Linked DNA regions of Mus musculus: region 1 is linked to region 2. The links are chromatin contacts, called in public HiChIP or PLAC-seq maps. All regions are on one chromosome and are shown on one strand. The core of a region is the stretch at or near the end of the contact, and the rest is flanking DNA. Distances in the headings are between cores, read along the strand shown. Region 1 overlaps Fgd4 (FYVE, RhoGEF and PH domain containing 4). Region 2 overlaps Cebpd (CCAAT/enhancer binding protein (C/EBP), delta).

Region 1 (3,526 bases), core at 158-2,657, 660 kb before region 2:
AACAGTCAGCATTTTTAAGTCCAGGACAAAGCCAGGCATCATGACTCACACTTGTAATATCAATACTCAGAAGGCTAGGGGACGAGGATTGCAGTGAGTTGAAGGCCATATCTTATTCTTGGTATTCATATTCTATAGTCAACACACAAAGTGAAACTTGTGTAGTCAGAAATGTCCTTGAGAAATTCCTTAGGAAGGCATAGCTGTGTAAATTAATCTTGTCAAAGTCCAACACAGTGGGTGTGAATCCTACTCTGTGTGAGATAAAATGATTATATTGCTTGAATTAAGAAGCTGTGCTATATTTTAGGTAAGTGTAGAATTAAGCTCAGTGTGCTGAGGGCTCACATTTGGAATCACAATGACCAGGAGGAATCAAGGCAGCACCTACTTTGTAGTCTCTCTCTCCTCTAGCACTCCATACATATCCACACCACACCAGAGGGCACCTTTGAGCATGCTCTTTCTCATATGCAGCTGCCTTATGTCCCTGCAAAACATATCTAGTTCAACTTAAGTAGTTTAAGTTTGATTGGAAGATGGACTTTGCTTCTTTACAATTTTTTGTGAATTCTAAATTATTAATAATGGTTTTACAGAAATTTATGATAAATATAAAAGCTTATAGGCAAATTAAAATTGGGTAATAAAGATAAGCCTCTTTAATTAGTGATTATAAGAGGCTATTTTGTGTTTTCACTAGAGATATATAGTAATAAGAACCTTAATAAACTCCCTAATAATTGTGCTATTTTTATTTTCTTTTCAGTCACATGGACATTCTATTTTTAGTTTTTGAAGAACCTTCATACTGATTTCCACAGTTGTTAACTTAACAATCCTACTAACACTGTGTAAGGCCCATCTCTCTCTCTTGAAGGCATCTGCCATTTATTTTCTTAAAGATAGTCATTCTGAATGAAATATTTTTTTCCAATTTTTATTAGATATTTTCTTTATTTACATTTCAAACACTATCCTGAAAGTCCCCTATACCCTCCCCCTGCCCTGCTTCCCTACCCACCCACTCCTACTTCTTGGCCCTGGCGTTCACCTGTACTGGGGCATATAAAGTTTGCAAGACCAAGGGGCCTCTCTTCCCAATGATATCTGACTAGGCAATCTTCTGCTACATATGCTGTACTATTTTTAAAGTAGGGTGATTTGTTAAAAAAACAAAACAAAACTATCATTACCATTTGTAGTCTGATAAAAATTGCACCAGGTGACTATGGAACTAAATGGCTTGTGAAGTGCTTCACTATCCTAATACTGTGTTAGCAAAATTCAGCTTACTCTGCAGAGATTATTTTTAAGATGCTTAGTTAAGTGATAGAGGAGGATCCCATGATATAAGCCACATAACTTTTGTGGAAGCATGCACAATAATGCAGAAGTCTTCAGTGTGTGGAATTAAGCAGCAGGCAGTGATTCATATCTTGAAGGCAGATAATGCTTGCTGGAAAAACTGTAGGACACTGAGCCATAGTTTTTATGTCCTGCGGTTGTCTTTTTTTCTCTCCTGTTGCTATGACCAAAGCATCTGAAGGGACAAGAGGCTTATTTTAGCTCCATTCCAGAGAGACATAGTCCACCATGGAGAGGAAGGCATGACAGCAGGAGCATGCAACCAACCTGGCAGTCAGGCAGCAGAGCTGAACTAGGAAGGGGACTCAAGCTGTGAAGCTTCAGAGCCTGTGTCCTACATCCTCCAGCAAAGAGAGCCGCCAGCTGGGGGCCATGTACTCAGACACTAGCCCTAGGGTGGACTTTTCACATTTAAACCACAGCAGTGACTGTGTTAAATTATGGCAGCAATGCACTGACAAGCTGTACTGTAAAACTGGCCTGCTTGTTTAACCTTCAGATATTACTATACCATATTAAAACCAAAACCAAACTCTATAATCTGGGAGAAAAGTGTGTGTCTGAACCTGGTTGGCACTAATGTGAAGTTGTGCTGCAGACATTCTTTTCTCTTGAAAAAAAATGACACAACTCCATAAAGAGTAAGCTGACCTCACCATCAAAACTTTTTTAATAAAGCTGACTTTTCTACTTTAACATAATTGAAGGACATGATATTTGCATAAAACTTCTAGTATTGAGCAGATCAAATGGAATCTTTCCACATCAAAGTTAGATGGATTAGTTTTCATGGCTATGATAGAGAAATAAAAATAGTCTTGCCCTCAATAATCTCACTTTAGTAACTGAAATGTATCAACACAAGGTTCTTAAATAACAGTGCAATGGTATGGGAAGGTGCTATGGCTGCACAGAGAGAAAAACGGGATCATGCCCTGTTCACAATCAGAAAGATGTCACTTTTGAGACAGCTATACACTGTCTCTTAAGAGTAATATGAGATTTGCTAGGTGGTTAAAGACTTCTAATATCAGACGAACATACATAAAAGGTCAAAGTTGCAAAAGAATAATACAGGTTTGCAATATAAGACTGATGAGATTGGGTGTAAGAGTGCAATAGTTAGGAACTAGAGGATAGAGTACCAGCTTTTATTGCTGTAAGCCATGTCTTGTGGGTGGGAGCTTGTGGAATGAACTCACTGAGATTGGTGAGCATTGCAGTCCTGTGTATATTCTAGAGCTATGACCTTGGCTGTTCTGTGGAGGGTGCACTGTGGAGGGTGCAAAGCCATGAGCAGTGGACCCAGTGAGCAGTGAGATGATAGGTCATCAGAATTAAGGCAGTGATACAAGGACATAGAAGAAGGGACAGAGCTTTCAGTAAAATTATTAGGACTTAGCAATTAATTGGACATGTGAGTAGTGTTGAAAGATAAAGAAGTGTTGAGAACAGCTTGAATGCTGTTGAATTCTAATTCTAATTCTTGAATGCTAATGAAATATCATTAGCTAATACTGGTGACACAGGACGTAGAGTTGAATCCCATGTTTGACTCCAAAGCTTCATTTCTCATCACATGTCTAACTGGTCATATACCAATTAAAAAATGGTATATGAAATATGTGCCCTTTACTTTTTACATAATTAAACTTGTTCTTTGATAATTTCCTACAGTGCATTCTAAAGATTGTCACCCTCACCTCCTTATGTCCCCATACCCTAGAGCCTATCCCTCCTCTAAGTCCCTTTTCTCTATATCACTTTTAAATTAGCATGTAAGGTTAGGTGTCATCATGGCACTTCTTAACAAAGTATGCTTTGGTGATTCTCCTTCCTTCCATTCTGCCCAGCCCGTGAGTCTCAAGTAAGGCCAGTGTTTTAGGTATGCTGGCCTGTCTCAGCATTGTCAGAGCTAGCAGTGCCAAGAAAGGAAAGTAAGAAATTTAAGAGTAAGTTTTTAATTATCTTCCTACGTTATACCTCTAAAAGGACAACATAAACCCCATTTGTCTCCATTTTAGGACCAGGCCTGATTTCAAAAAGAAAGCCACCAGTCCCAGGAGTTGGCCATAGTCACCAGCTCCAGGAGCAGACCATAATTTCCAGGAACAAGGTCATAAAACTCCCCTCCCAAAGAACAGCCTGGAGATAACCA
Region 2 (3,076 bases), core at 245-2,744:
ACATGTTGATTTATGAGTATAAAACATCCATATGATTTATGAGTATAAAACATGGGTTTAAGGTCCACTCCTAGGTGATAGAGCTAAACCTAACATTTTACAATGAAAGGATTTTTCACAGATGTTTATGAAATCCCAATTACATACTTTTAAGCTGGGTGTGGTATCTCACACCTATAACCCCAGCACCTGAGGGGTAAGGCAGGAGAATCAGGAACTCAAGGTTGTCCTCAGCTATATAGCAAGCTTTAGGTTAGCCTGAGCTACATCCCATGGGAGCTTGACTCAAAAGAAACGAAAAAAATCCATCCTCTTTCCAGAGAAGACCATGGGGATGCTGGGATCATCGCTTTCGTGCTTACACAGCATTGGTTAAGGAAAATAGTAAGAGGCACTGAAGTTCTTAGCTGTCCCTCCTCTGTCGTTCTCCTGCCAATTCTCCTAATGATGACCTGGTCCTAGCACTCTCTCCAGATCTCACTGTCAAGCAAACTGTGAGCTTGCCATTCACACAGTGAACCTGCAGAGAAGCACCTGCGAAGTATCCAGTCTTCCTCTCTGGACCAGCAGTTCTCATTTTTCCATGAGGCTATTGAACCACAGTGTAGACCTTGTTTATTTGCAAAGTATTAAGTAAGCTACGTTGGAAAATCGAGTCAGTATATGTCATGCTCACATCCCAACTGATCCTGACGATGACTCTGCAAAACAAAGCACCCAGCACACTCCACACAGGCATTCTCTATACAGTCCACTCTGGGCTTCATTGGCATGGTTCATCTCTGCCCCACTGGGCATCAACTGGTACCCTCAAGACAAGGCTGTAGCCACAGAAGCCTGCCCAGCCAGGGCTGTTGGCCCAACTTCCTCACAGGCCCTGACTGGGCTGGCCAACTTTCCTAACTGAGCTTAAGACATCTCTATGTCCCTTCCACTGCACTATGTCCCAGACCTAAATTTGAGAACATAGTCGGTACGTCTAGCCCAGACCTGGGATCAAACTCTGGTCACGGGTAGATACCCTAGGAACCCAAAGCTGTGCTAGCTACATTCTCTGCCCTCTCCAGCTGTCCAGCTCCTTGGCCGTAGCTGACCTGAGTTCCTTGTCAGCTGCCCCGTCCAGAGGACAGGCTATAGTGCCCATTGCAGTCCTCTCTAGGCTGGCCATCACTTCTGCAGTCTCCTCAAATTTGCATTTTTATTTTTAGCCCTACACTCACTGAAAATACTCTGCAGTTAGATCCATAAAAGCCTAGCCAGGGCACAGCCACACCAGGGACAGATGCTGCTGCCCAGTACCTGTGTCTGTGTCTGGAGGTGAAAATCTCCCAAGATTAACTATGTGGATAAAACCTCCAGTCACATTACTAGAGCACAAACAGAAATGTTTACCCCAATGTAACTCAAGAAGAAATGGAATCTAATTGAAGAGGGAAGTCTGGGGCAAGCACCAGGAAATCCTTTGGCCACAAGTGTTGCTAGATTGGGGAAGTGTCCCCAAAGGAAGTGGGAGACATATGCAAGCCAAAAGCCCAGCCCCCATGGAAGAGCAGTACTTCCTCTGCATATTGTCTTCCAAATCCTGTCCTAGGCCAGTTTATCCAGGCAGCCACTAAAAACTGCCAGACTCAATTATCATAATAAAGTAGTTTATTTTGCTCTGATAAAGGGGATTTTTATAATCCACATACCCCAACTCCCACCCCAAAGCCTTTTCCGTTGGAAGGAAGGCTGCAGCTTATGAAAGGAAGGACCTTTGTCCTGGCTGTGGCATCGTTGTTGGGAACAAAATGTCCAGGAACCCAGGGCTGTTTGCTTTAACCAGAATGCTTCTATCACTGCAGAGTTATGAAGTGGAGAGCGTCCTTGGGAAGGAGATGGGACCTTTACTCTGCTTTGTCCAGTCCATCACTACACAGCAGAGCAGCTGTGTCGTCACCCTGGAAGAGATTGAGCTGCTGAGTACAGAGGGAGCCACTGCTGCTCAGCCTCCTCCCTGACATCTGTGCGCTTGGCAAGGGGCTGTGTGTTAACTCAGTGTTTCTGTTTTTAAATTTAGTGGGTTTCTTTTCTTTCTTTTTTCTGGTAAAGAGATTAATAGGATAGTTTTAAATTAAAAATCAAGATACCTCTAATACACATTTTTTTAAACTTTACCTTCCTACAAGTTTGATAACATGTTTCTTTGAGTGTTTCTCATGTCTTCTGTGTCTTCATTTTGCAGCTACTTGGGCTTAGGAAATGTGCTTTGTTGTAGCTTTAAAGTAGTTACAATTTATCAATATTATATATGTTTTTTCTTTGCAGTATCTAATATTCTCTGCTAGATTGTTCTGTAAAGCTTCAGCCAGTATCTCATATTGAAATATTACTGTTCTGTTACAATAAATAAATGTCCAACCTAAACACTTTGTGGTTTTAGTGTTCTGGGAGCTGCCAGAGGTGGCACTGTCACCCATACAATGTTGGGTGTGAGGAGAGCTGTATAAAAGAGAAATTTCTGTACCTTACTCCACTGCCCACCTGTCAGAGACCCTGAAGAACTGCAGAGGGCAAAGATCACAGACTCACAGCAGTCCACAAGCCTGCACTTTGGGCAGGGATTTGAATTACAAACAAAGCTATGTATTTAGACCCTGGAGGGTTTGTGTTTTCTGTACAACAGGCCGTGCAGATCAGGGAAGGGGTTGGAACAACCAGTATCTTAGTAGAAAGGCACATAGCTTTGGGGGGGGGGGGGGTTAAGCCCGCAAACATTACAATTACTGGCTTTTGGGGCTGCCCTTTTTATATACTAGGATATTAATTTGTACTGGTACACATTTTTAAATCTACACGTTGTCCCTAGATTGAGGAAAGTAGAGGCAACGAGGAATCAAGTTTCAGACTCCCAGCTCTCTTCCACCCCCTCACCCTTCGGCAACCACCTAAAAGTTAGGCCAACTGTTCTCCGCCCCAGGTCAGCCTACTCTGGGATCACACACATGAATTAGTCATGCTTTCCCGTGTTCCTTCCGCGGGCAATAGAGACCGCGAGGAAACGCGTCCATCTCCTTACCCCGTGTGGGCAACGCAC

Evidence for each region. HiChIP or PLAC-seq counts read pairs in DNA pulled down with a chosen protein or histone mark.
Region 1: a contact with region 2 is called in an H3K4me3 HiChIP or PLAC-seq map of bone marrow-derived macrophages, with 5 times the contacts expected there. The contact joins two enhancer-like sites. A contact is called at or near these places in 2 of 115 datasets of contacts at active chromatin or transcription factors (astrocytes and bone marrow-derived macrophages) and 1 of 9 other capture datasets (embryonic stem cells).

The regions. Positions count from the first base shown.
Region 1 is chr16:16,552,437-16,555,962 of GRCm38.p6, reverse strand. All of the region lies in intron 1 of Fgd4 (FYVE, RhoGEF and PH domain containing 4), which reads left to right. Among named protein-coding and RNA genes, the nearest start is that of Fgd4, 46 kb to the left of the region's middle. Within about 2 kb of position 1,407, at least 13 of the 459 cell types and tissues checked have an H3K27ac peak or open chromatin away from gene starts, as enhancers often do. A contact at or near this core is called in bone marrow-derived macrophages, where this site is marked.
Region 2 is chr16:15,888,554-15,891,629 of GRCm38.p6, reverse strand. It overlaps Cebpd (CCAAT/enhancer binding protein (C/EBP), delta), which reads right to left. Exons shown (of 1, transcript NM_007679.4): 1 at 2,085-3,076. Spidr (scaffolding protein involved in DNA repair) reads left to right here. Exons shown (of 20, transcript NM_146068.4): 20 at 1,845-2,406. The coding sequence ends at 2,000. Among named protein-coding and RNA genes, the nearest start is that of Cebpd, 2.8 kb to the right of the region's middle. Within about 2 kb of position 1,494, at least 68 of the 459 cell types and tissues checked have an H3K27ac peak or open chromatin away from gene starts, as enhancers often do. A contact at or near this core is called in bone marrow-derived macrophages, where this site is marked.